Regions from separate parts of the Mus musculus genome. Here all the other regions are linked to region 1. The links are chromatin contacts, called in public HiChIP or PLAC-seq and promoter capture Hi-C maps. All regions are on one chromosome and are shown on one strand. The core of a region is the stretch at or near the end of the contact, and the rest is flanking DNA. Distances in the headings are between cores, read along the strand shown.

What was found. Promoter capture Hi-C pulls out the DNA fragments that hold promoters and counts their contacts. HiChIP or PLAC-seq counts read pairs in DNA pulled down with a chosen protein or histone mark. Capture Hi-C pulls out chosen DNA fragments and counts their contacts.
Region 2: a promoter capture Hi-C map of liver shows a contact between it and region 1, with 6 times the contacts expected there. The contact joins the promoter of BC037704 here to the promoter of Tm9sf3 in region 1. A contact is called at or near these places in 2 of 39 promoter capture datasets (hematopoietic stem and progenitor cells and liver) and 1 of 115 datasets of contacts at active chromatin or transcription factors (regulatory T cells).
Region 3: a contact with region 1 is called in a promoter capture Hi-C map of adipose tissue, with 4 times the contacts expected there. The contact joins the promoter of Cutc here to the promoter of Tm9sf3 in region 1. A contact is called at or near these places in 1 of 39 promoter capture datasets (liver), 1 of 484 Hi-C or Micro-C datasets (B cells) and 1 of 9 other capture datasets (adipose tissue).
Region 4: an H3K27ac HiChIP or PLAC-seq map of embryonic stem cells shows a contact between it and region 1, with 8 times the contacts expected there. The contact joins the promoter of Tbc1d12 here to the promoter of Tm9sf3 in region 1. A contact is called at or near these places in 1 of 39 promoter capture datasets (liver), 1 of 484 Hi-C or Micro-C datasets (CD8 T cells), 2 of 115 datasets of contacts at active chromatin or transcription factors (embryonic stem cells and large pre-B cells) and 1 of 9 other capture datasets (liver).

Annotation. Positions count from the first base shown.
Region 1 is chr19:41,258,423-41,265,855 of GRCm38.p6, forward strand. It overlaps Tm9sf3 (transmembrane 9 superfamily member 3), which reads right to left and starts at 5,582. Exons shown (of 15, transcript NM_133352.2): 1 at 5,337-5,582. The coding sequence starts at 5,432.
Region 2 is chr19:43,670,648-43,678,178 of GRCm38.p6, forward strand. It overlaps BC037704 (cDNA sequence BC037704), which reads left to right and starts at 4,531. Exons shown (of 1, transcript NR_045645.1): 1 at 4,531-6,523. It overlaps Slc25a28 (solute carrier family 25, member 28), which reads right to left and starts at 4,234. Exons shown (of 4, transcript NM_145156.1): 1 at 3,829-4,234. The coding sequence starts at 4,119.
Region 3 is chr19:43,750,584-43,757,413 of GRCm38.p6, forward strand. Cutc (cutC copper transporter) reads left to right here and starts at 2,440. Exons shown (of 9, transcript NM_001113562.1): 1 at 2,440-2,637; 2 at 5,037-5,108. The coding sequence starts at 2,580. It overlaps Cox15 (cytochrome c oxidase assembly protein 15), which reads right to left and starts at 2,417. Exons shown (of 9, transcript NM_144874.4): 1 at 2,239-2,417; 2 at 761-951. The coding sequence starts at 2,328.
Region 4 is chr19:38,833,887-38,840,945 of GRCm38.p6, forward strand. Tbc1d12 (TBC1D12: TBC1 domain family, member 12) reads left to right here and starts at 2,693. Exons shown (of 13, transcript NM_145952.4): 1 at 2,693-3,560. The coding sequence starts at 2,821.

The DNA.
Region 1 (7,433 bases), core at 4,332-6,831:
TGTATTTCAGAAATTAGTTTCAAAAGCCTTTCAATTATTTAAAACTATACTTAATATTAATATAAATAAATTAGATTTTCTTCTAATTTTTGTTTTCAACAGTGTGTTGAGATAATGATTCTTTCTTAAAATAGCTCTATGTATCTCAACTTTCCATTTATCACTAAGTACAGCCCAAAACAGGTCCAAGTATAGCATTTTGTACAAACTAAATCCGCACTAGCATGCTCAAAACTCATTTGTAGGACATGCCTAATTCTCATGATAAATCATCAAGAATGTTTCTAAAGTTCCTATATTTTTAACACAGACTAAGACAAAAGCTGCCATTTGTTATCTGAACAAATCCTTCTGTAGGTAGGGACTAGAGAGCTGGCTCAGTGGTTAAAAGCACTTGCTGCTCTTGCAGAGGACTCAAGTTCAGTTTCCAGGACCTGTATGGCAGCCCACAACCCACTGTAACTCCTCTTCTAGGAGATCTGATGCCCTCTTCTGGTCTCCATGGGCGCTGCATGCACATGGTGCCTTTCTATATAGACAAGCCAGACACTTAATAAACAGAAAAAAAAGTCGGTCTTAAAACCTTTTCCAAATCAAATCAGTGGTACAATATAAAAAGTTTCTGACAGAGGCAAAGTAAGCCATCTTAGGCAGAGGTGGGGCCACCCCACATCAGAAATTCTGAAACCACAACTGCAAAGACTAAAAGAAATGGGATTCAGATAAGGAACCTAGAGCTATGCCCACAGGTGAGGAACGGGCTGGTTTTGTTCACTATGCTGTAAGCAAGTTTCATGCTGCCAGCACTACATATTTTTGCTCCTAGTAGTTACCTAATTATTCGAGTCATTCAACAGACACTAGCTATATACTCCTAAGACTAACTAAGCAGAATGCTATGGTATATATGCAACAGGTGTGAGGGAAGGGACACAAAGGAACCTTCTGACTATGCTGAGAAACAGAACCCACAAAAGTGCCACATGCTTTTCACCCACTGAGCTATCTTCCTCACCCTCTTCCTTACTTTAAAGCTTTCCCCCGCCCCCACAGGGTCTCGTTATGTAGCCCTGGCTGACCTGGAACTCTCGAGAGAGCCATCTGCCTGTCTCCCAGGGCTGGGATTAAAGGTGTGTACTACTATGTCTGCTTTAAAGAGAACTTTTTATGACCCTTCAGTGATGTAATAAGAGATCGTCTTTGATAAATTAAAGTATTCGTTAATTTTAATTTCAAACAGCGTCCTATAATCTATACAGTCCAACCTTTAAAAACTAAAATTAGCAGATTCTCCAGAAGTCAACAGCTCATTTCCTTCTCATCATTTTTCCAAGAATGCTGAAAGAACTCTGGATAAATATAAGCACATAAAGAATACAGGGGGTGGGAGAAGGGTGCCAACAAGATGGCCGGCCAGCTCAATGGATAAAGGTACTGGCTGCTAAGCCTGTCCGAGTCTACATGCAGAAGGAAAGAACCATCTCCCACAAGTTTTCCTCTGGCCTCCACATGCCCACTGCGGCACATACACTCACTTCCCAAACCACCAAAGAAAATAAGCAAATCCATGTGTAACCAAAAAGTTGCTCTATGTGGGTCAAATGGTAAGCCAAGCCCTAGTTAAGTGGGTACAGAAAAAAGGGCATGTGGGGGCTATAGGGGATAACAGGACAGTCATTCCTTCTTAGAACCAGCTAATTTTGGGGACCCACTATAAAATAAAACTATCTACCAGGGATAATGATGCATGCCCCAGCTATTCAAAAACCCAAGGCAGGAAAATCACTTAAGTCCAACCAAGAATTCATGATCAGTTTAGCCAATACTAAGACTCCATCCTCCAAAAAGCAACAGTAAAACGGCTGGAGAGATGGCTCAGCAGGTAAGAGTGCTAGCTGCTCTTCCTAAGGACCACACAGTTTGGTTCCCTGTAACTCCAGTTTCAGGGGATCCAACACCCTTCTATGGCCTCCAAGAGCAAATGCACACATATGCATAAATAATAAATTTTTACAAATAAAAAATATTTTAAAAATAGCAAGCAAGAAAAGTATAAGATCCTTTGTTCATAAATAATTTCAAGATGGTGGCTTAGTGGCACTGAAACAAGGGAGTGCAGTCTTGCATGAATGCTTGGCCACCTGTCCACTGTGCACGAGCCCTATGCCTTCCTAAGGCTTGTACAAACAATGTGGATCTAGACTCACCCAAACACTTCCTCGTGAACTTAAAAGTTCCATCCAGGGCTTTATGGTCCTGTTCTCAAGAAAACAAGCTGAGCTGACTAAAGACACCAATGTGGGCCTAGGAAAACACATCAGTTGGTAAAGCTCTCCAGTATCCATGGAAGAAGCCAGGGGAGGTGGTGCACACCTGTATCCCAGCACTTGGGAGGAAGAGCCGCAAGGATCCCTGGGGCTCACTGGCTAGCCAGGCTAGCTTACTTAGTGAGCTTCAGATGGCCTCTCACCAGCAAAGGCAGGGAGCAACTGAGGACAAACTTACTACCAACCTCTGACCTCCATAAGCACACGTGCACACAGCCAAACCCATATACAAAAACATGCACAAAATTTGTTTCTTCAAAAGACTTATTAACTAGAAGAAGGCTTAGGGTCAAATTCCACCTCTATTCATACTGGGTGCAACTTCACAAGACTACCTCTCGAGGCCTATTTCCTAGTCTGTTGGGGTGCATCATTCTCCTGCCATGGTTATTTATTTTAGGGTGCTATGATGTAAAACTGAGGTCTTGCACATGTTAGGAAAGCACACCACAACCAAGCTACTTCTCTGCCCTCCCTGTTATCAACATACACTTAATGTCAGTTAATATATGGAAAACCACACAGGACCTGGCACATACTGTTTCAAGTCATATTAGTATTCCTTCAGTAAGGTCTTGGCAGAAAATGGTCTAAAGGGCAAGCTTTAGCTCCTGCAATTTGTTCTTTAATTAATAACTCAACACCACAAGTGGTTTTTTAAACATCACTCAGCAATCTTCCCTCGACAACTTGTCTCCTCCTTCTGTATCATTCTCTCTTCACTAGCTACTCTGCCTTCTTGGAAGAAAAGAAAAAAGAAGTCACTTGATTAGAGCCCTATTATCTGGCCAAGGTGAAGACCTAGGTTTCAAGAAATAGTTCTAAGAAACTTAGAAGTAAAGGATCTGTTTCAATGTACACGTGCACTGACTCCTACTCTCCCGCTTCAGTGCGGCAACCATCGCACACGTGCCGTGTCTTCACACCGCATCCTTTTGGGATAAGAGTGGAGTGCAGAGATACGGCCGTGCACAGCATCTGCAAAGCCATGGGCTCTATCTCCAATGTGTGTGTGTGGGGGGGGGGGGGGAAGAACGGACCAGTTTCCTTTTATTAAATATTTTATGTACATAAAAATTAAAACATTCCAGGTGTAGCCAGATGTGGTGGGGCACACCTTCAATCCCAGCACTCTGGAGGCAGAGGCAGGTGGATCTCAGAATTCAAGGCCAGCCTGGTCTAAAGAACAAGTTCCAGGACAGCCAGGGCTACACAGAGGAAACCCTGTTTCAAAAAAAGAAGTGTTCCATTCAGTGGTGGAATATGTACATACCACACAGAATGGCCTGAGTTCAATCCCCAGAACTGAATGAATGAATGAACGAATGAAGTAACTAAATATGGCATTCCTAACAATAAAATTTCACTGAACTGGGGGCTGGAGAGATAGCTCAAGCAGTTAAGACCTAACTTTGGTTCCCAGTATTCACACTGGGTAGCTTACAACTTTCTGTCACTCTAGTTCCAGGGGATCTGACACCCTCTTCTAAGATACTCAGAATATACATGATACACATACTACATTCATGCTGGCAAAACTGACACATAGAATAAAAATAAATAAGCTTTAAAATTTTTCTCATTGAAACTGCCATGCACAAAACTTGTGGATTATGCTAGTTTTGTACACTTACAACTGATTATATTATAAACTAAGTCTTCCCTCTTAGTAGCAGTATAAAATAGAAAGTTCAAAAAGTAGAACATAAATTTCTGTCTATATGGTCGATCTAAAACTAACAACAAGTTCCAGATTTTACATGGAAACTCAACTGTTAAAAAAAAAAAAAAAAGGCAAATACTATTTAAACTACTATACTTGCTGAAATTTAAAGGAAACCAAAAATATCTTAGAGAAAATTCACAAGTGTCGCAGAAAAAAAGTTACTGATTCAACGTTTCTCTGGAAAAAAAAACTCGCATACACATGCAATTAGATTCTAGCAGTGACTGAAAATACAACAGCCTAATTTAGAGTTTTTAATTGGCTAATCAAAACAAAGTTTTGTTCACTACAAACAAAATCTAACGTCTGCCCCTTAAAAGCAGCGTACTCCCATTTTGTCACCGATCAGCTACAGCCAAACGTTCTCCACATATTTTAAATTTAGTAAATACACAACTACTCGGGCAAAAAAAAAAAAATCACAATACAGATAAAAACCTTGAAACAATCTCCAATTTGCCAAGCAATCTTCTAGGTTTATCAGACTTTCCACACTTCCCCGCGTCTACCATTCTGAATAAAAAAATAAATAAGTGAATTCCACAGCGTTACAGCTCTAGGTGAAAGTCACTCCAAGAGTCATTAATAGGCGAGCTTTGATGTGAAGATACAATTAAATAAACCGCCAATCAACTTCAGGCCAAAAGCAAAAGTGAGTGGGGGTGTGGCCTGAGGGCTGGGTGACACAAGGGCAGAGCTGTCCCAGTTAGGGACCGACCACCCGAACAGGGCGTCCTCTGGGCACTCACGGAGCGCGGAGAAAGTTGCAAGGGAGTCCTGGGGACCGAGTGCGTGCAGGGTGAAGACGTGTCCGCGTGTAAACCGTTCACACCTCCACTTCCCTAAAGCTGTCCCCACCCCACGGTTTAAATCCGGTTCGGGCGAGAGGGAGAGAGAAGGGTAGGAAGAGGCCGGAGCCCTGCGCGAAGCGATGGGTATTTCCTGGTTGGCAAGCGCCTGGATCACCACGCATCCATCCTCCGCCGTGCTGTGTGCACAGCGTCCAGTTTCCCGGGTCCAGAGCCCGCTCCGGGCCGATCCCCGGGCAGCAGCCCCGAGAGGCGGAGCTGCGGAGCAAGGCCCAGGCAGCCCCGAGTGCTCGGAAATGCCTCCTCCCAGCTCCCGCGGATCCGGCCCCGCCATGCCCGACCGGAAGGAGCGCTCGGGCGGCCGCGGGGCTGCACCGGGCCCCCCGGGCCTTCGGACCACGCCGGGTCTGGCGGGGCGGCAGGCTTGGGAGCGGGGCTGGGGCGGGGGCGGCCGCGCGGCTCGCTTCGCCTCACCGTGTGTTCGTGCTCGTCAGACCGAGCCCGGGGCAGCAGCAGCAACAACAACGCGGCGGCCGCCGCCACGCCAGGAGCGCCCGGCAGCGGCCTCATCCTCCGCGCTCCCACAGGCCGGGCGCCGGCCCACCGACTCCTCCTCCGCCGCCGCCGCCGATTCACATCCACCGGGCGCGGACAGACGCACGGGGCCCGGGCACAGCCGCTGCCTCCGCCGCCGTCACCGCCCGCTCCGCGCCGCCCCCGCCCCCCGGCCTCCGAGCCTCTTCCTCTGACTCAGCCACGTCATCCGGCCACCCCGGCACACGCCGGAAGTCCTCCCGACGCGGGGCCGCAACCGTCGCCGGCCGTGGGGCGCCGGCGCGCGCAGGCCGCGGGGTTGAAGGGTTCCGAGTCGCCGCTGCTGTGCTGCTTGCTCAGCCTCGGCCTGGACCTGGGCCTGGGCCCTTGCGCGCCCGGCTGCGGGCGGGCTGGGGTGACATCGGCTCAGGCGCCTAGCTCGCCACGGCGTGCGTGAACACCCCTTCCCTCTAACCTCGGGCTCCGCAAGCTTCTTTATGGACGATGATTATTAAACTTGGACAGGGTCGGTTGGGTGTTTAAACATCACCGTGTACTGTTTATAGACTTCTATGCAATCAAGAGATCTGGGCTAAGTTGACATTCTTGTTCATCTGCCTACGTATTGTTTTTCTCAGCCTCAATCATAAATGTGTCCGGAAGTTCCTCAGCACTCCAATCACTTGATCTCATATTCTGTATCTGAGCCGGTAGTAATAAGGAGCTAAGTTTGGTATCTTACTCTTGTAAGCCCCAGCATTCGGGAAGCTGGACTGATTGTTGTTTATTGCATACTTGCTTGGGTTACAGCGTGAGACAAAAGAAGAAAAGAAAACAAAACGAAATAATCGGGTCATAGCGGTGCAGGCATGTAATCCCGGCACCAGGACCGCAGAGGCAGAATTGCAGAAAGATTGGAGCCAACCTTATCTACAGGCTCAGTACCAAGCCTGCCAGGCTACGTAGCAAGGCCCCATCTCAAACCAAAACGTACTACGGACTCAGAAATGATCAGAAGGACACTTCTCTAAATGTGGGACTTAGAGGAAGATTGTCTCATCCATCCGTATCAGGCAGGTTTTGGTATTTGGTCGTGTAATACCTCACAGCCAATATTCTATACCACCATACTGTGCAGAAGTCTGAAGAAGACCCCACTACCAATCTTCCTTCCCTGTCCATTCCCAAGGAGTACCAACATGATTTCCTACCAAGAAATCAAATTATGTCTTTTTTGTCCAAAACACATCTTGAATAGTTAGAACTCATAGTGGAATCATCAGTAATGGTTTCATCTGCCAGGCACTCTGATACTCACACAGACCCTATGCAACAGGTACCTTTAGTGTGTCCACTTACAGAAAAGTGACAGATGCACAGGTTGGGTGACTTGCTGAAAGACTAGACCCAGTTTGCTTCTTTAGTTTGTTAACTGCTAATGTATTACCAACCAGACAGCTCTTTAAAAGGTGAATTAGATGTGCTCTCATTGGCATGACATATCCAAGAAGCACTTACAAATGGAAAAGTCTGCTACCATTTTAAATGGTAGCATGCTAGTTTGCCTGTAGAAAACAATCTTAAGTGATTAATATTCAAACCATTACAAGAGTGATTTGCTTCAAAAATTTGTATACCCCTCTTTGGAAGTTTGTGTATGTGTGTGTTATGTATATTGTGCTAGTACGTGCTTGTGTGTGTGTGTGTGTGTGTGTGTGTGTGTTCAAGTCAGATGTTGACAAACAGATGTCTTCCCCAAACACTGCCCACATATTTTTTGAGACAATGTCTCTCGCTGAAGCTGAAGCTCAGGTATTCTGCTACACAGGCTAGCCAGCAAGACCTGAGAATCCTCCTGTCTCCACGTCCCACTTTATGTGGGTTCTTGGGATCTGAACCCAAATCCTTATACAAGCAATTTACCGAGTCATATCAGATCTCCAGCCCTGTTTGGATATGTGTGTGCTACATGTGTAATGAGGTTAGAGATGATGCCTTTGCTCATGAATGCAGTCCAACTTCCTCAGTCTGTGACTT
Region 2 (7,531 bases), core at 3,281-5,780, 2.4 Mb after region 1:
TAAGGGTTATACATTCACATGTGAGCTCCACTCTGACTCTTTAGCTTGCTTGGTTCCTGAAACCTGCTTTTGGGAAGCTATAAGGAAGGCTGATGAGTCACAGGCCGAACTCAAATCACGGCTCTGCCACATAAGACTCTGTGACCTTTGACAAGTTGCTTAACTGTTCTCCGAGCCTTTCCTCATCTATGAAATAAGGACTTCACACCATGCTGGAGACTAGCAATGACTGGCATGTATTGATCCTTAGTTATCACTATGAAGTGTGAGAAAACATAAGTCAGAGGTTGTATTTCCTAACCTTTCACGGGTGGATGTATAAAGAGAACCTTTACATCTGATGTACAAGAAAATCTTCTCTCTACTCTTTTCCTCAGCAAAGGAAAAAGCCTTTCCTCTCTTCTTCACTACTGCAGCCCAAAATGGTCCCCTGCACAAGAGAGGCAGCCAGAAAAGGAAATTGCAATTTATCTGGATTCCCAAACCTCCCTATTATGATCATGGAAATAGCTGGCTTGATAACTGTGGCCAGGCAAGGTTATGTTGACTTCCCAGGGTCTTTCCCAAGGATATTTTCAGTCAACTTGACCCTGATAAGTGGCTAGGGATACATAGGCCAGCATGCCAAGAGACGACGTCAGCATTCGGTGGCAGACGCTGTGCTGTCCTTTTCAGCCCCAACACTGATACCTGTTTGCAGTCCAGCCATGGAGTCTGGCTGGGCTGCTTCTTCTCCACCATCCACGGGGAGAACAGCACAGCCGTGAGGGGACAAGTGAGCCAGGAAGCCCGTTCTAAGGGCAGGGGTTTCAGTTACATTCATGCCTCACGCAAACATTAGCTGTTAGGACACTAGCTCAGACCGGGCTGTCCTTTTAATTCCCAGCATCAACAGCAAGGAGAAATGATTCTTCGGAGATAAACATTTGCATTTTTGAAGACTCTTAGTCATTTGTCCTTCAAATCAAACAACCAGTTCTTTAGAGTAGGGTTTAGAGGCTAGACTGTAAAACTGTACAGTCAATTTCTTTAAAAATACAAATCCCAAAGCATATGTAGGTGATTAGGAAATATTAGTAGTTAACCTTGGAAGACTAGACACAACTCCAGTAATCCTCCTGTCTGTAACACGCCTTGGAACCCCTTCCTTCTCTTTCTCTCGTGTTCTCTCACCTGGGAAGTAAGCCAGGGATTGTATTTGCCAGCCCTTCCTCATGTTTAGAGAGCAGGCACTATGGCCATTCTGGTGTGCCATCGTAGATTCTGAGTGGTCTCTGTTGCTGCATCATCTTTTGATTGATTCTTTTTGCCCTCACTAAGGATATGCTAGAGGCATTTCTTCTTCCCCTTCTCCCCCCACCCCCCGATTCTTCTTTATCCTCCTCCTCCTCTTCCTCCTCCTTGACTTCGTCCACTACCTCCCCCTTCTTTTTGAGCTAGAGTTTCTCTGTGTAGTCCTGGATATCCTGGAACTAACTGTGTAGACCAGGCTAGCCACAAACTCACAGAGATCTGCCTACCTCTGCCTTCTAAATGCTGGGATTAAAAGCATGAGTCACTAACACCTGGCTCTATTGGCATATCTAACAAGGGAATTCATAAAACTGTTTAAAGCCAAAAGGGCATTATAAAGTAAGGAGAAGTCTTACTATTTTGTAACAATACAAGTATCAAATTGACTGGTAGTGGTAACATATCTTTCTTTCCTTTCCGTGTGGCTCAGGTTCATGTTTGTTTGGATTATGTGCAAACCTGGGAATGTGTGTGGGGCAGGACGTTGGGCATCTTCCTCAGTCACTTCCCACCTTGTTCATTTATTGAAACAGGGTCTTACTACACAGACCGGATTCTGGAACTTGATCTGCCTGTCTCTGCCTCCTGGGTGCTGGAATTAAAGGCACTCAGCGTTGAGACAGGTTCTCTTACCTGGACTCGTGGATTTGCCTACACTAGCTAGCTGGTGAGCTCCAAGGATCTGACTGCCTCTACTTCCCCAACACTGGGATTATATACAAGGACTACCATGCCTGGATTTTCACATGACCGGTAACAGACGATTACCGGAGCCGCCTTTCCAATCGCAATAGTAACATTTTTAAATTGGAGATTATCACACTGCATTCCACTAAATAATTCTATTGCTTCCTCTGATCTGTCTTCCACATGATACTTATCCTGAACACAGCACTCCAGACCCCTCTGCTGTAGTCGGAGATGAGGGAGGTAACTCTGAAGCTTAACTTTTGGATATATAGCTTTCATTAACTCAAGACATCCAACCTACAGTCTCTCTGATAAATGTTTGACTCACTGTTATTTCTATATGTTCGTTTTTACAGCTCATTAGTGATTTCTCTCATACAGGCTTTATTCTTTCTTTTAAGGTAAGTCACAGCACGTTATCTGGGAAACGCTGCTACCCAAGGAACACCTCCAGCCTTAACTCCAGGTCACGGTCTAGTTCTCTCCAGTGGCAAGGACATTTAAAATGCTCATGTTTACCTCAGTCAGGTGCACTTAGCCTGCTAGGAGCTAACCTGGAGTGTACTGAAAACCCTGGCCAACTCAATGCCATTCACAAAAGTTCAGGAACTCTCTCTCCATCACCCAAACTCATTCACAAAACCTCGGGAGCACTTTCCCTAGTTCCTTATCCACTTTACAAATGAAAATGCAAAACAGTACTGAATCCAGGGGCAAGCAGAAGAAAGTGATTTTTGCATGGCTGACGTGGATGCTATCCTAAACGGGAAAGCATCCATCAAAGAGCTGACAGGCCAGTGCCTACACAAGTGGTGTAAAGAAAGCATCGACGATTTCAAGAACCCCCTTGAAGTTACTGCCCTTTCAGTAGCTGGCATCTCGACTCAAGCACAAGTCTAAGAACAGCAAGGAAAAACAATGTTTCCATTTTCCCCCAGGCTTCTTCCCAGAGACCTGACCTGTATGTGTATTAACCGTCCTGCTTGGTTGTGGATGCAGTTGGCTTTACGTCCAGCCCTGAGCGTACCCTGATAATCTCATTCTGTTTCTCCACATCTGCTTTCTAATATCATCACACTTCCCTCCAGCTGTTTTCCTTTTTGTCAAATTCAGGGGCCCAACGAAAGAGACTATCAGTTTCACCTCTGTTGTGTAAGGGGCTGATGCACTTGCTCCCTCAACATAGAATCTTAGTCCCAGCTCAATTTTTACGTTCAGGAAATAGATGGGCTACCAATCTTGCCTCGCAGAGAAACCGAAACCGTTTTTCTTAACATGCCTTATTCCCACATCCATTCCAGTCTGGAACTCTCACTTTTGACTGCACAATGATTTTTTTTTCAACCACTCCCAGGTTAAGATTTAATACGTACTTTTATCTAGCTGAGAGATCCCAGATTCCGGTTCCTGCCCCGTCACTTTAAAGGAAAGACGCAGCAAGGAGCTTGTGAAAGCGCCGACCCGAAGCACATCTCAACCCAAGCTATCGGATAGAGTTCACCGTCTGATTTCATGCCAGCTGGTTTGTTATAGACTTACCTGTGCTTCGGGATCCCCCCCCCCCAATCCCATCCCATCCCTGCTTAGTCCCAATCGGGATCAAGTCTTTGGCTGACAAGATTTTTGCTTCGCCTCACTGACCGTTAGAAGTAAGTCCTGGTTCCTGACTGAGCTCATCTACCAGCCAGGACTTTGCTTGCACGGAGTATTGGCTCAAACCGTGTGTAGAGGTAGGAGCCAGGAAGAAACCTATCAGCTCTGGGTCTCAGTTGGGATTCTGGCTCTAAACAAGGTTCAGGGTCGGGTCAGCCCCAGGTCCGGTTCGCAGCCTGGTCCAGGTCTCACCTTGACGCAGTCGATCGGGTACATCACGCAATGCTCCAGGATCCCTGCCACGGCGCCCGCCACCATGTGCGTGGTGACAGTGGCTCCAGCCGGCAGCGCTTCGTATTCCGGGCCGGACTCCGGATCCAGCCGTACAGGGGGCTGATAGGCCCCCGCCTCCCCGCCGCCGGCCCCCCGGCCCACGCCCCGCTGCAGCCACCCGTCCAGCAGCGCCGACTCCCCGGGGCTCCGCCCGGGCCCAGCAGCTGGTCCTCCCGCCACGCCGCCTGCACTCCGCCCCTCCAACTCCATCCACTTCGGCCAGCCGCGGCGCCCACACGCGCCGCCGCTGCCGCCACCACTGCCGCCGCCCCCCGGCCCCGTTGCGTCCGCCTCAGGCGCGGCCCAGAGAGCCCGGGGCCTCCGGCTCCCGCTTGGCCCCGAGGACACGCCCCCCAGACAGCCATTGGTGTAGGCCCTAACGTGTCTCCGCCCCCTTTTTACGGAGCCAAAATGTATCTGTGTTATTCGTCAGATAGCTTGTCATTAGTCCCGTAGGTCCCACCCCTTCCCCTTTGATCTTGGAAGCGTCTTGTTTATTGGCTCTTGATTGGCGGACTTGCCCGATCGACCCGCCCCTAGCGTTTCGGAGGCGGGAGAAACGTAAAGCTGAACTTTGATAGGCTCAACCGCTCTAGCTACTTTGGCGGTGGCCATTGGCCCGAACCACTTCGTTCTTCCATTGGATGTGGAGAGAAGCGCCTGGAGGACAGGGACCGGCTCCCGGCTGTACCCCGGCGCGGCGTGCGTGGCGGTCGGGACTGCCGGGGAGAGGGGGCGGTGCCAGCCAGACCTTCAAGGTCAAACCGCTGTCGGTTGCCGTTAGGACGCGTGCTCTGGCGTGCACCGGGTGTCGAGTAGCACGGTGCGACTGTTCCCGCGGGATCTCAGGCGGGGGCGGAGTCAGCCCGGACCCTGCGTCCCCTGGCACGGCCCAACCCGCCGCTAGGGGAGATCGGCTGTGAGCCTCGGGTGGCTCTGGAGTGGTGTGCCATCAGCGCAGATCCGCTCGCCTTGGGCCTCCCACCCAAAGCCGCCTAGTGAACCCTCCAGTGGGTGGACCGATGAGCTCTCATTGGGTGGACTCTGCGTTGGGAAAGGAGAAGGCGAAATGGGATGGTTCGGAGGCGACGACAGGTGTCAGGGTCTTGGAGCACCATCCCAATCGCGGCAGAGCAACTGCTGATGCCTGGGAGTGGAGCTTGTTCCGAGACATACACTTGAACTTCGTATCCCGAGCTCGCTTGCTGATAAACTCCACCGGGTCTGATGGCTGTCCGCTCTCTCTCTCCGGGACCGCTGAGCTGCTGCTTCTTGAGAACCGCTCCCCGGTTGTAAAACGATGCTAGGGACGTCTGGTCCTCAGGGCCACTACCTTGAGCAGAAGCGGGCACTGAAGCGACTCTCGAGCCTCAGCCTCTACTGAGGAGCGAGGGCCCCTTTCCGCTCGCTGGTTCTGCAGGCTACCTCAGGCTCCCTTCTCAGCAGCGTGTTTGCACACGCTTCCCCAGTTTCTAGCTCTGCCTTTACAACCTATTTTAATGAGATGATGACGCAATTGCAAACTTTTCCATCTTTTCGTAGCGCTTCCTTAGAACGGTTGGAGGCTTTTCCATTTCCTCTCTAAAGCTTAGCCCTTCGGCGGACGGGTCTTTCAACTAATCTTTGGCAGTAGTTACTAACGTTTGTGTCGTGATCTCTTGGAAAATAAAGCTCTTAAGTTCCCAACCCCATCCCCAGTCACACACAAAACTGCTTTTTATTTCGGGTTTCAGCGTGAAGGAGATTCCGTTAACCTCGGGTTAAGAATTCTTCCCCACATCATATACAGACTTCTTGCTACCCTGCACTTTTCTCTGAGAGATGAATAGATCTCAAAAAAGCCTCCACCCCCCAGTCCTGTTAAAATATCAATTTTCTTCCCTGACAAATTAATGACAATGCCTGCTATATCCCGTCTCTTCTTATCATATTTACTTTTTTATGGTCCTAAAATGATCATCTCAGTTCAATGACTTCTCATGGTGAGAAATAATACTCTACATTGTCCTACAGTGACCCACACCTTAGAACTTTCTCCCCCAGGAAAGACTCCAGATACCAGCCTTTAGATTTCTAAGTCTCTTTCACCTTGCTAGCTACTGAAGTGGAGCATCCCTGGAGGCGGAAATGTTTATTAACAGTCTTTAATACAGTGCAGAAGTTTGCCATTCCAAACTCATTTTCCTCCCAGGGGCCTTCTTTCTGTTTTGCCTAGCCTACTTGCTTGTTTTTGTGGCATTGGAGAGCTAGGGAATGTCCAGCCACTCACTGCAGTGTGGCAGGGTGGTTCTGTCTACCTAGAGACGGATGGCACAGAGAGTGGCAAGCAAGGGTCAGTGATGAAAGATAGGGAGAAGAGCCTTGTAGAAGGAGAAACGGGTTACAACCACCCTAACTACCCTCGGGGGAGACACGTTTATTACTCGGGGTTAATGTATTTGCTTCCACAGCTGACTTTTATATGGGCACTTCCCTAGAATGCATTTCTTCTCTTTCCCTTTTAAAATTCAAAAGGTTTGTTCTTGAGGGTCCTCCCGTGCTCCCCAGCTGACATTGTACCCTGCATGAAATGGGTAGAGAATAAAATGAGGCTGACTTCTGAAGCCAAACATGACAATAAGTCTGATGTCTTTACTGTCACAGAGATGACCATGAGAACTTGTGATCTCATAGGGTGGTCAACAAAAGGAGAGGGGACTTTTTTTAAGTCTGGAAACTATAGAGGAAGCCTTCTGAAGGATATGTGGGAAAGAGTTCCAAGAGAAGCTGACTCCTGTTCTCTGTGTGGAATCTGTCCTGGGCCTTCATGGAGGAGCTGGAGAGATGGCTCAGTGCTTAAGAACACTTGTTGCAGCCAAGTGGTGGTGAGGTTCACCTTTAGTCACAGCACTCCAGAGACAGAGGCAGGAGGATCTCAGAGTTCAAGGCCAGCCCAGTTTATAGAGTGAATCCCAGGACAGCCAGGGCTACCTCAGAAACATTGTCTCAAAAAACTAAAAACTAAACAAACACAAAACTTGTCACAGAGGACTGGGTTTGCTCACTAGCACCCATTCGGTGGTTCTCACTTTCCATAAACCCAGTTCCAGAGGATCCAACATCCTTTTCTGATCCCTGCACCACAAGCGTGCAGGTGGTGCACATACACTTAAAATGAGTAAGTCTAAAGAAAAACGAAAATCTTTCTCCTGGAAAAGCCATTGAAGCGAGGCAGTTCTTTCCGTGTTTCTCAAACACTCCTACCTTTACGAAAGAAAGGGTGACCTCACCCACTCTTCACTTTGCTGATTCACTCCTAAGGGATAAAATAACCTCCCAATTGTCAAGGGATCCTAGTGTTGGCAAGTTTTCCCTCCTTTACGCACAATTGTAGACTTCATGTCATTCCCGATTTAAATATGTTTCCATTAAAATGGAAATATCTAATAGGGCAAAATTTATTTTTTGGCCCTATTAGATATTCTTTCCTGCCCCCCTCTCCTATGTGTGTGTGTGTCTGTGGAGCAGTGTGTTTTTAATTTATGTCACCTAGCCCACCCCTGCCTACTTTCAAAGGATATGTTACTCTGTTCCCCGAGATCAGAAAGTGATCTCATTCAGGTAGGAGCTGTGTCTAACTTAT
Region 3 (6,830 bases), core at 1,190-3,689, 2.5 Mb after region 1:
ATCCTGTCCTTGTAACCTTTGGAGGATCTTGGCAACAGACTCATTATTTTGGAAATTAGTGAACAAAGAAAACCAGTATCCTCCTCCTGCCTTTCTCATAAAGACTATCTCCTGGGGTGATGACAACACAAACTACCATTTTGGAATTCTCACGAAATAATGGATTCAGGCAATAGTAATCAAGTCAGCTGAATAATGGATTCAGGCAATAGTAATCAAGTCAGCTGAAGTCCCCAACAGATCCCGGAGTGAATGCTGCATCACCTAGGCAATGTTCTGTCCCCTCATTCCCAATCTGAATCTAATAAACAACTACTCATTTAAAGGACAAAGGATATGTTAACCATCACCAGATAGTCCCTGGTTACTTTGGGTAACCACAGGACAAATGACTTGGTCTTGTACAATAATAACAGAGCTATAATAAATACATAAAAGTAAAAGATGTTAGAGGAAGGGAAAGCCTAAATCCATAAAGTCAGTTTATAGATATTAAGACAACCTAAGAGATACATGAAGCGGCTGTGATTTATGTATGATCTTAACACTGGAGAGGTAAAAATATATAGAAACAACGCCCAGCAACAGTTAAGACTGAAACTGGTCCTGATAATGAAACTCCTACTAATAAAAAGCCAACCTGTTCTAAGGCAGAGCAGGCTACCAGTTTCCCCATCTGTAATGGAGCGAGCTAGAGTAGATGAGGCCCAACGCTCCCTTTTTGGCTGATAACCTGATTCACCAAGAGTAAATGACTCACCTGGTCACTCCTCCCAGAATAACTGCTCCAGCCACTGTCCCACTGCACACCAGAAGCCATCGGCCCACCGCCCGCTCGGCTGCCCTCGAAGGAAGGGACACTGTCCCTTTTCCGGATTGCAGAGCCACTTCAGTGATGGTGCTGTACTGTCCTGGCCTCAGAGGACGCTGGCTGCCACAGCTGCTGCCACACTAAGGAGCAAGACAGAAAATCGTAACTGAAGAATCTGCTACCAACACTTATCCTCAATTTAACTGGAGTAAAGCCCCTGTAAGGCTGCATTTCACAGCTACCGCTCTGGTTAATCACCGACTCTCATCTGCACTACTGAGCCCTTTCTTACTGGGTTCTCAGTCTCTAAATGTGCTATTCCCTCCCACACACTTCCATTTATACTACCCACTGGAGATCGGGGCTGGCATCGTTATGCCCCAGACTTTCCTGGATCTTACAACAGGTTACTGTCACAGCACAAAGTACCTTCCCTACCACAAGCCTTAACACACAGTCATGTATCAGGTGATCTGTCCCTATGCCCCACTAAGCTGGGAGCTCTTCCTCTTGCTCCCTTTGTAGTACTGGGTCCTTACACAGCAAGACCTAATACATATTTGGTACTCGAACTAACAATTGAATGAACTGACTCCTCAAGGGCAGGCACTATGTGGGCATATTTTTTTTTCCAGGAACATAACAAACTCTAGAATTCTCTGGTTTCTCTTCACACCATAAAGATCTTTCACCTTTTACTACTGATTATCAGAGAAGAGAATACATGTCTTCTTTTGAGTCTAACACTAAGAGCAAAAATATGTTGGCCGGGCGGTAGTAGCGCACACCTTTAGTCCCAGCACTCGGGAGGCAGAGGCAGGTGGATTTCTAAGTTCAAGGCCAGCCTGGTCTACAAAGTGAGTTCCAGGACAGCCAGGGCTACACAGAGAAACCCTGTCTCGAAAAACCAAAAAAAAAAAAAAAAAAAAAAAAGTATGTTCAGTTTCCTACTTCTAAGTAACTGGGTATCTTAGACAAGCAACTTAAAGTAAGTCTCAATTTCCTTCACTGTGGAATGGGGCTACATAGGAGTTCCTGACTGCCTGGTGGCTTTTAGCAAAAACCAAATGTGCAAATAAATGCATAAATAAATAAAATAAAAAGAAAAGAAAAATTACTGAGCCTTTATCACGTGCTAAGGGTTTGATGTATATTTAAAATTTTAATCCTTACAAACACCTTGTGTAACAGGTCGTTCTCCCATTCTACAGAAAAGGAAATTGAAACTTAAAAGCTAAGTAAATTGGTCAGTCATACACAGCAGTGGGTAATATTTCCGGATCCGCATTCAGGGAGGTGTCGGGACACAAGGAAATATGTCCTGAAATGAGAAGGCGAGCCGGACTTGCAGGGCGGTCCGTTTACTTTATCCTGGCCTTTTTTATCCCAGCCCGGCTTCCGTGATCCGAGCCAGCAGGAGTGGGTACCTGTGTTCTGGACGCCACCCTAGGGACCAGGAGCCCGACATTGCGGCTCCCCGTCAAGGCCCTCAGGGACGGAAGGAGCAACCGTTGCATGCTGACAGTACAGCGCCACTGCCGGAGCGCCCCAGCGAGCTGCGGTCCGCTTCTCCGCTCCCGAAAGAACAAGCACTTCCGGGTCAGGCGTCGTGCGCGCCCCCTCGCGCTAGGTTGGCCACTGCGCGTGCACGCACGACTCCCTGGGAGGCTGCCGGGCACGGGCGTCGGGGACGCGCCTCCTCCGTCGCTCGCGCGGCCGCGGGGACTCAGTGGAAACCGAAGGCGAGCGAGGGAGGAACGCGGGAAGCATGAAGAAAGGGGCTTCTTGCGAGCGGAAACAGGCGTGGATATCGTCGGGGAAGGCGGGTGCGGAAGGTGGCGGGGCAGGGGGGCGGTCGGCCGGTGGACCCCGGGGTGGGTCCCGGCTTGCCAGGCTTTCCCGCGGTCGAGTTTCTCAGTGCTCCGGAGTCCCGGGCAGTCACGCAGTCCCTCAGCTGCTCCTGGATCCCCGCCAGTCTCGCAAGTGCCCTCAGCGTCCCGCCGCCCCTAGGGCCACAAGAGGGCACCATACCACCTCCCTGTCTCTGTGGTAGATAATAAAAGTGTGGTGACAGCTCTACAACCTAGAGCTGCCACCGAGGGTGGCGAGTGGGATCCGTTCCCACAGCCATTGCGTAACAGATGACTGGTTGCTTCCTGCGGGAGATATGCCTATTAATATGTCAAGACAAATAACTTTTATGAAGGATAAATATCCCTAAACAAAACAGCAAAAGGGGCAATGCTCTGTATTTTGCAAATCTCTTTTAATATCTCACTTGATGGAAGGTAGTTGGATTCTCATACCTGTCTCAGCGTGTTTAAGTGTTCTAAAGCTGCAGTCCGCTCCCAAGAGGCAAATACAGACACAGACTCCCCAAAGCCATCTGGAGTCTCTAACTTTGAGCACTACTGCTTCAAATGTCTTTTTTGATCCCTACTTTTTGCTTTTTGCTCAGGCTCCTGTTGCAACAGTTTGTAGACATTCCCATACTTTTGTATGGAGCTCCTGATACTCCTTCAGCATCTTCAGCCCCACTGGTGGGGCTGTTACCAGATTTGTGGAGTTACTGTATTGTTGTTTACGACCATTGGTTAATGTTTGAATCCTAATCTATGGGACTGATAGTCTTTTATTAAATCAATGACTATTGCAACTTATTAGGAGGTGACAGATTTTTGTTTGTTTCTCCAAGTAATCTTTCATCATAAAAGCAATATCAGGTAGAAGAAGTCAAGCAATATAGAAAGGTAAAAATAATTCCAAATTCATTGCCCAGGAGTAACCACTATTAGAATGTGGTGACTGTTCTCGCAGAGATCAATACATGAAGCATGAATTAAACACTTTAAAAGTGTGTTGGTAATTATTGTGTGGGGGTGGGTACATGTGCCATAGTAAGTGTGTGGAGGTCTGAGGACAGCTTTGTCGAGTTAATTCTCTCCTTCCAACTTTAAATACATTCAGGGAATGAGCTCAGGTTGTCAGACTTGCACAGTAAGTAGCTTTACCCATTGAGCCATTTTCTAGGCTCCAACATTTAAAACTGATAACTAAAAGTGAGTTATATGGGCTGAAGAGATGGCTCAGCGGTTAAGAGCACTGACTGCTCTTCAATTGAACCTGAGTTCAATTCCCAGCAACTACATGGTGGCTCACAACCATCAGTAATGGGATCTGATGCCCTCTTCTAGTGTGGGTCTGAAGACAGCTGCAGTGTATTCATATAAATAAAAATTAAATAAATCTTTTTTAAAAATGAGTTATACATTTAACTTGCAGGAAAACCCCAAAGCTGCTAACACCACACTTTTTATTATCAACATATGAATCTGTAATTCAGATTTTACTGTATATTTGACTTGTTAGCATGGTAGGACCGACCTTTGCTTTCTGAGAGGTGACTATAAAGAATCCTTATAATGACCTTATTAAGGAACTTCACGTCAACTATAACGACCAGATGTTTATCTCATAAATAAGAGGTGAAACTAGGGGTTTAGTGAGAAATATATAAACTCAAGTTATTGGAGTTCAAAAGAAGTAGATAAAAGTTTCTACTTTGGGAGGAAAAAAAAAAAACGTGGAAATGTGACTTGGTATGGTCCTTGGAAAAGTTTAGCATTCGAAGATTAAACTAGAAGGGTTTTGTCAACTGAGATAGTATAATCATTGGCAAAAATGGAGACTGAAGGGAATGAGTCATAAAGAGGAAACCCTGTATCTTAATGGGTTTGAATGCTTAGTATGAGAGCCTTTATGTAAGTTATCTCAGTGTTCAGTACCCTGAGGTAGGAACTGAAGCCCACTCTTGTTTTATAGAAAATGTAAGTAACTTGTCTGGGATCACACAGGGAATAAAGTAGTGGGACCAGGGTTTGAAATCCAATTCTCGTTTTTTATAACGCCTGGCATTGAGAAACACTCTGAGAGTCTGAGCTGGGATACACGGGGATGAGGTCTCTGTGTTAGGGAGATTAGTGTCCCATTTACTGTGTAGTAAAGATGGTTTCAGTTTGGTTTCTTATGTGTGTGTCTGTATATCTATTTCATGGTCTAGAGATGTCAATTTTAATGAATGACATTTTACCACATAGATGGGCCTTAGTGCATCAATTTATTATTCTATTGCACATGTGAATTCAGGCAGCAAAATTATGAAGTATTTATGGGAGATTTGTATTAATTGCTAGTTCCTTCAAGAATGTCTGTTCATATATTTTAGGAGCAGGAAATGGATTTCTTATGGAAGTGTGTGTAGATTCGGTGGAGTCCGCTGTGAATGCAGAAAGAGGAGGTAAGGAAAACTAGATGATACATGATGGCTGGCAACCTTTTGAGAGTCTGAAAATGAATCCTATGAACTGACCTCAAAAGCTTTGCACGTGGGAGGCTACAGCAGAAGTGCCACTATGAGTTCCATGTGAGTTATTGAGACTCCATTAAAAAAATTTAAAAAGCCTTGTCATCTCTCCAATAGCAACAGTCCTTTCAGAAACAACTAACTAGAAAACCTACTGAAGAGCTTGGTGTGGTGGTGCGTGCTTACAGTCCCAGCATGGTCTAATCTGTCTAATCTCCCCATTCCCCAAGCAGGCCACATTTCAAGTCAAGTGTCTATAATCCTGCTAACTCATTAACATGATTATTTTATTGCACTTGACACAAATTTAAAAGTTTGAAAGAGTTTAAAGATCTCTTAGGGGTCTGAGCATAAGAGTTTAGTTTGGCTCCCAGTTTGAAGCACTGAAGGCATGGCAGCAGAGCGTGGTGAGACAGCTGTGTCTGTGTCTTACATTGTGTCTGTAGTCAGGAAACAGAAATGGATGCTGGTGCTCAGTTGGCTTCCTCTCTGTTTTTGGTTTGGAACTCCAGCCTATGAAATAGTGCTACCCACATACAATGTGAATCTTTACTTCTCAGTGAAACTTCTCTGGAAACTCCCTCAAAGATGCACTCAAGAGATGTGTCTACTAGGGGAATCCTAGTCTAGTCAAATATGTGTTTTAATCTATCATAGTTATTTTATTTATTGGTGCTTATAATGTCCTATCTTTGGCTTGTGAGAGCCTTGTTGCTGAGACCTTTTAATACAATCCCAGTAGTCTGAAAGTTCCTTCCCTATCACCATTCCCTTCATCTCAAAATTACCTTGATAGATACTCCAAAGTAACTGGTTTGCTTTTTAAAGCTCTGAGGAATGAGGAATGTTTTGAAACCTTGATGTTACTTTCTACTCTTTTCTCCTAATACTGCCTTTATTCCCTGTCCACAGCAACTCTTTAATATTTTTAAAATTAATTTATTATTATTATTATTATTATTTTGGTTTTTCAAGACAGGGTTTCTCTCTATAGCCCTGGCTGTCCTGGAACTCACTCTGTAGACCAGGCTGGCCTTGAACTCAGAAATCTGCCTGCCTCTGCCTCCCAAGTGCTAGGATTAAAGGCGTGTACCATAACTGCCCGGCTTACTTTTTATTCTTTAATCCCTTTCTACAGTCTAGACTTCATCCCCCTCCCAGTCTCCCCCCCATCCCATCCCTCCTCCCCTCCCCCTCTCCTGTCTCCAAGAGTATGTCCCCACCCCTACCCCACTAGACCTCCCCGCTCCCTGGGGCCTCAAATCTCTTGAGGGTTAGGTACATCTTCTTTCACTGAGGCTAGACCAGGAAGTCCTCTTCTGTATATGTGTTGGGGGCCTCATATCAACTGTTGTATGCTGCCTGGTTGGTGGCTCAGTGTCTGAGAGATCTCTGAGGTCCAGGTCAGTTGAGACTGCTGGTCTTCCCCTGGAGCCACCTCCTCCTCAGCTTCTTCCAGCTTTTCTCCAATTCAACCACAGGGGTCCCCAGCTTCTGTCCATTTGTTGGATGCTAGTATATGCATCTGACTCTTTCAGCTGCTTGTTGGGTCTCTCAAAGGGATACCATGCTAGGCTCCTGCCTATAAACACACCATAGCATCAGTAATAGTGTCAGGCCTTGGATCCTTCCCTTGAGATGGATCCCAATTTGGCC
Region 4 (7,059 bases), core at 1,443-3,942, 2.4 Mb before region 1:
TGTGTTTAATCCTAAATGTTTAAGAAACATTGCTCTAAGGGCCTGTAGATGCTCATAGTTAAGATGCTCTTTTGAAATCCAGTATAGCTCCAGAACTATCAAGAAAATGTATGAAGGGTCCATAAAATGGTCCAGTAGGTAAAAGAAAGCACCACCTGTCCAAGCTTCATTACAGACCATCAAAACAATAGTAATTAACAACACTACCAAGAACAATGCATTTTAAAGAAGGGTGTAAAGATTTTGAGGCCTTTATACTCTTCTTGACTGCAGGCACAGCAAAATAATCCAGTTAAGAGGGACCACACAAAGGCACAAAGGATATAATGTATCTTATAAGGAGACATTTCTTTGTTAAACTCTATAAAATGTTACTTACCAGATAAGGCAGAAAGTTTTTTTGTTTTTTTTTTTTTGTTTGTTTGTTTTTTTAAGTTTAGTTATTTTGAGTCAGAGTTTTGCTGTGTAGCCCAGAGCAGCCTGGAATTCTGATTCTTTTGCAGAAGCCTCCAGAGTGCTGGAATTGACACATTTGTCACCCCCTTCCTATCTCCCTCCCTTCCTTTCTCTTTTTTTTATTAGTGAGTGAAAAGTGCTATCTCATAGTTTTGATTTGTTACTCCCAAATAACTTATATGCTTATTGATATTCCATTTAACATATCATCTCGAGAAAAACACATATATTGAAATTTTTACACTCTCCCTTCCCTGTTTTTGAGCAGAATGACTCACTGGAAGTCACTATGTGTTAAAACCAAGCCTCCTATCTTGGCCTCCTTGTCTTTTGATTGATTGATTGATTAACTGATGTTTTTAGTTTTTTGAGACAGGGTCTCTCTGTGTAGCCCTGGCTGTCCTGGAACTCATTGTGTAAATGAGGCTGGCCTTGAAATCAGAAACCTGCCTATATCACCTGAGTGCTGACATTAAAGTCGTGCACTACCACCACCTAGTCAAGTTGTCTTTTAAAATATTGAATTACAATTTTTTTCTTGAGATAAAAGTTTGCTGTGTAGCTCATGCTATCCTCAGATTTGCTATGTAGCCCAGGCTGGTCTTGAACTTGAGATTCTCTTTTGCTTCACCCTAGAGAGTTCTGTAATTACAGATGCTTTCTACCACACTGGCTTATTTCTGTATGTATTCTGGGTACTGTCCCTGTAACTAATACAGGATCTATCTACTCTCTCTCTCTCTCTCTCTCTCTCTCTCTTTCTGGTTTATACACATTCTTTGGTTTTTCCTTTTGAAAGATGTTTTGTGTATGTATGTTCAGGTGTGTGTGTTCCTATGTATGAGGTAAGTATACACTCATATTTAGGGAGGAGAGAGTTCAACTCAGCTGTTACTCCTTTGGGACTGCCCATCTTATTGTCTGAGACATGACCTCTTAATAAGATCTAAGGCCAGCTGCCTTAGCCAGGCCGGTTACCAGAGCATCCCAGGGACTGCCTCTCCAATGTTAGCTGTACAAGGGCATTCTACAAAGTGGCTTTTTATGTGAGTGCTGCGATACAGGAAAGGTCCTCATGCTTGCATGACAACGTGACCAACTGAGCTATCTTCCACCTTTCAAAAGATCTTGATAATAAACGCTTTTACTGCTTTGTTTTGCTAAGTATTCCATTCTATTTCTATACTTGCTTTCAGAGGCATTTGTAGAATGAATGGTCTCTAGTTACTGCATTATCCTACTACAACAATGTCTATTTGGGCCTTTTACAACAACTTCATCTCTTCTGAAATACCAACACTATTGGGTCTCTGCCCTATGCTCATTCTTCTATGGAGGTAGAGTCACTTGATATCCCCCGACCCCCTTTGTGGCTTACATAAATGGCCCCTTCGACCAAACCAGAACTTTAACCCAAGTTTATAACTCTCACTATGTTAGTTAATTCCAATGTCTTTCCCCAATCCAGTTTCCTGTTTCTTCACACCACAGCAATCTCATAGCCTTGTTATTCCTGGCTGCTCTCCTATCACTCCTGTGGCTAGTTATTATGTCTTGCGATTCACACATTAAATACATTTTATTTCCACTAAACGGTCATTATATCTTAATCCATTACCACAGGTTGCTGCAGTTATTTTTTTTAATATTTATTTATTATATGTAAGTACACTGTAGCTGTCTTCAGACACTCTAGAAGAGAGCATCAGATTTCGTTACAGATGGTTGTGAGCCAGCATGTGGTTGCTGGGATTTGAACTCAGGACCTTTGAAAGAGCAGTCGGCAATCTTAACCACTGAGCCAAACAGTCCTTCTCGCCCTGGCTCCATTTCATTTCCGTACCCAGGTGACACGACAACCAACAACCAACGTGTTAAAAAGTGTTAGGAGATCAGACTTTGGTAAACATGGAAGACTAAGTGGAAAAGATAGGTAAGGGGCTGTCATGTGGACAACGAAGCCCTGAACGGTTCCAGGAGTTCTTCACTGCTGTTAGAGAAGGTAAAAACTGTCAAGACAGGAGCACTTAAACTAACTTCCTTAGTTTCCTCTCACAAACAAATCGCCGTCAAGTGATATGGTTTATGCGAAGTGAGCCTTGCCCTCCCTTAGGCTAAGCACTGTCACCCGGGTGGAGGATCTCAGATTGTCCTCCCGGGTCGCTCTAGCTGCCGTCTCTATGGTTCGGGGACGCGCCGGGTCGCGGGCAGGCCCGGCCCCGCTGGTGCGCGTGCGCGATCCCAGCGCGTGCCCGGCCTCCGGCAACTGCCCCGGCCGCCGGGTGGGAGGGGTGGGTCCGGGGACGTCGCGGCGGCCGTGGCCGCGAACCCTGCACGCAGGGCAGTCCTCCTCCGCCGCCTCAGATGATGGGTCCCGAGGATGCCGGAGCCTGCTCGGGAAGGAACGCCGAGCTGCTCCCAGTCCCGGGGCCCATGGGTCAGGACGGGAAGACCGTCCCGGCCACCAGCGGCTTTAGCGGAGGCGCTGTCGCCGCGGAGCCGCCGGAGGAGGCTGGAGAGGAGGAGGCGCCGCCGCCGCGGCAGCTCCTGCAGCGGTACCTCGCGGCGGCCGCGGGCCCGCTGAAGCCCGGGCTCGGCGGGGCGGAGGCGGAGGCGGAGGAGGCGGCGGCGGCAGCAGTCCCCGCGGCGCGCGGCTCAGGCATGACCAACGGAGACTCGGGCTTTTTGCTGCGCCAGGACCGTCGCGGCCCAGAGGAGGCACGTCGCCGCCGAACCTGCGGCCGTCCCTGCCTGCTGGAGCCCGCGGACGAGGGCGTGGACGGTGCGGGTGGCCTGGACGACTGGGCCGCGCCGCTCGAGGACCCGCTGCGGAGCTGCTGCCTGGCGGCCGGGGACACGGACGACCCGGACCCCGCAGCCGCCACCCCTGCCGGGAGGGCCGTCGAGAGCGCGGAGCCCAGCCTCGGCCTCCCCGACGCCCGCTTCGGCTCTCGGAACACGTTCGAGGTGAGCCGCCGTCAGAGCGCCGGCGACCTCCTGCCCTCAGCGGGGCCGTCCGCACCCTTGCCAGCGGCAGAGCAGGGTCCCGGGGGCACCACGGCTCGGGCTCGACGGAGCGGTGGCTTCGCGGATTTCTTCGCCAGGTATCACACTGGCCGCGCGAGGGGCTTGGGCGGGGCCGGGAACGGGCTGCCTTCCAGCGTACGGAACAGGAACGTCGGGACTCAGCTTTGATCTGTCGCTAGGGTAGGGGGACCGGATGGCTTTGTGAGCTCCGGGCCTGGAGCCAGGATTGGTGTTACTCCGTCCCCAGGAAGCGTTGTGCTTCCAGGTCTGACCAGCCTCCCAATACTACACATTCAGTTTCTTCATCTGGAACATCAGATAACCACTGCCCTATTATTTTTTTGTAATTGTATTACTAGGATTTGGACTGGGCGGGCGGCAGTGTGTGGTGTAGAAGTCTGTGAAGTTTATTTGCTTGGAGTCTAAGCCCGTTCCATTAGTTTGGGGATTCGAGGTTTTTTTTTAAAAAAAAAAATAATTTAACTGCACACTTATTTTGTGTTAATGTGTGTGCGCACATGTATCCTTGCGTGGAGATCAAACAATCTTTGGGCTCTTCCTCTCCCATTCTCTGGATAGGGGGGATTCAACTCAAGTCAAGTCTAGTGGAAAATGTCTTTGCTATTTTGCGGGCTTAGTTTGGGGATTCTTAAATTCAGAAATGATTTTTTTTTTCTTTTTCTTTTTTGATTTTTGTCGGCTGATCTCGAACTCACAGAGATCCGCTTGTTTCTGTTTCCCAAGTGCTGACATTAAAGGCATATGCCGCCATGCTGGGCTCAGAAATGATATTTTTTTCATAGTATTTGTTTCCGTTGCTTTTACTAAAGCTCATTCCTTGTCGGGAGTACACACTTTTAATGCCGGTACTCCTATAGAAGGATGAGGCAGGAAGATTGCCATGAGTTCAGGGGCAGCCTGGACTACACAGCTATTAGTAGATCTACTAGCAGACCAGCCAGGGTTACATAGCACGATCTTGTTTCTAAACAAAGCGAAACAGAACGAAACTGGCAGTTTAGTGCTTAGAATAAGATCCCAGTCTTTTAGCTCAGATTACTATAGCTCTCTAGGAAATTAGGAAATCCTCTTCTACTTATCTCAGATAGGCTTTATCTCTCTTCATGAACTTCCCTACCCCCAACCCCCAACCCCCATTGTTAATTGAACTCAGGGACACAAGGCAAGTAGCCTACCTATGGAGTTACATCCTCAGCAACATCATGTGGTCTCTCCTCTCTCTCTCTCTTCTCTCTCTCTCTCTCTCTCTCTCTCTCTCTCTCTCTCTCTCTCTCTCTGTGTGTGTGTGTGTGTGTGTGTTGGGGGTGAGGTTTGACTCACTTTTATGTGAGTTTTTATGTTTGGGAGCATGTATTTTATGGGTATGGATTGCTGGAACACTGTAATTACCTGGAGAGACTTCATTCTCCCTCATATCCCATCAAGAAGGGCCTGCTATGTAGTTGAAGCTGGCCTTCAAACCCCCTCCTACCCTACCTCAGTTGGGATTTTCCTCAGCCCCTCTACATTGCTGGGGTAACTTTAATTTTTAGTGATGTTTTATCTGTGATTTAACATTCTTGAAAGTTATATTATGATGCTGGACTTTGCAGATTCCAGATGGAGGCTCTTCTGGCTTCATAGGGATAGGGAAGTGGTGGCAGAACACTGCACATTCCTGAAAAGCAAGTGTCTTGTCAGGTAGATTTTGACTCTGGGTTGTTGTTGGTGGTGGTTTATTGCGTGGCAAATCAAATATCTCCAACTTGTAAACTCTTATCTCTCACAGTTTTTCCTGTTTTTATTCATTTCAGAGATTTTAAACTATAACCTGAAGCAATAGAAACGCTTTCTTTTAATACAGCATCATTGTAGCCCGGGTGCACCTTGACTTGCCCAAGTGGATGACCGAGATGGCCCTTGACCTTTCTCTTACTACCCTCTAGGATTGGAGGCTTTGACAAAACAAGTTGGTGTTGACAAACAAGTCTGGTGTATACCGTGCTGGGAATCAAACCCAGAACCTCATGCACATCAGGCTGAGCCACAGTCCCAGCTGTCCCCAGGATTTCTGGTTTAGAAAGTTACACAGTTGTGTGCCTATTTGTACACAATGAGGTACATTTTATATTGTAGTAGGTCTTTTTTTAAAAAGATTTATTTATTTATTATATGTAAATACACTGAAGCTGTTTTCAGACACTCCAGAAGAGGGTGTCAGATCTTGTTACAGATGGTTGTGAGCCACCATCCCACCGTGGTTGCTGGGATTTGAACTCAGAACCTCTGGAAGAGCAGTCAGTGCTCTTAACTACTGAGCCATCTCTCCAACCTGTAGTAGGTCTTTCTTATTTGTCTTTCTATTTTAGTATTTCCTACTTGTATAAATTTATAGTTTCTTAAATCAAGAACAGAAAAATCCTAATTTTATATTAGATTATGGGGTTAAGTAAATAGAAACGAGATCTGTATTTGTGTCTGTATTTGCAAATATATATTTTGTTATATTGCTGTTGTTCTTTTACTTTAGTTTAGTTGCTATTTTTCTGAGATGGTTATCAGTATAGCCCAGGCTGGCCTGGAACTCACTATGTGGCTCAGGCAGGCCTCAAACTTTTGATTTTCCTGCCTTGTTCTCTTAAATACTAGGATTACAGGTATGAACTACTTACAAAAGTATTTTTAAATCTTTCAGTGATAGTGCTATACAAGGCTTCAGCGTGACTTAATTGTGTGTGTTTTGACACCTTGTAGCATTTTGTTGAACTATATCTTGGTCAGGTGTCAGGAGGCTTTAGACCTGAAAGGGCTTTGGAGATCATCAATCCAACCAGTGTACCCTGAGTGCTTGCTTGGTGCCAAGCATTGAGAATAGTCAAGGTTGAGACTTTATTGTCTCGTATTTGTCTAGTAGAGGAAAACAGACACATAGATCTATAGTGCAATTTGTGAACAAATCTGTATTAGGAGCTTTCATCCTATTAGCTACAGGCAGAATTTTTCATCAAATTTTGAACTTTTTTTAACCTTTCATATAACTAGATTTTGTTCCTATGGCTACCTTATTCATATATCAGAGAACTGGGTTTTTCTTTTCAGCTGTGTATGTATGTGTGTGGTATGCATGTTTGTGCCTTTGTATGTTCCCATGTGTGTGGATTGTCTTCCTTCATCACTCTTTACCTTAATATATTGAGGCAAGGTCTCTTGGTTGAGCCCAGAGTTCACTCACATGGCTAGACTGACCTGGGGGTTCCCTATCTCAGCTTCCCAACTGTGGGGATTACAGGCAGGCTACCACACCTATCCAGCCTTTATGTGTATTCCTGGGATATGAACTCAAGTCCTTATGGGAAGTACTTTCCTGGCTGAGCCATCTTCCTGTCCCAAATAACTGGGTTTAAATATTAACAAACAAGTCCCCAAAATGTACGTACTTGAAAGCTAATTTCTGTTTTGAAGTTTCTGAAGTTTTTACAAGAATGACTTGAGTGAGGTGGGCACATGGGGTGCATAGCTGTCAAGATGCCTGTCGGGGTTCTAGACACCGCGGCTTCCTTTGTTTTGGATAGAGCA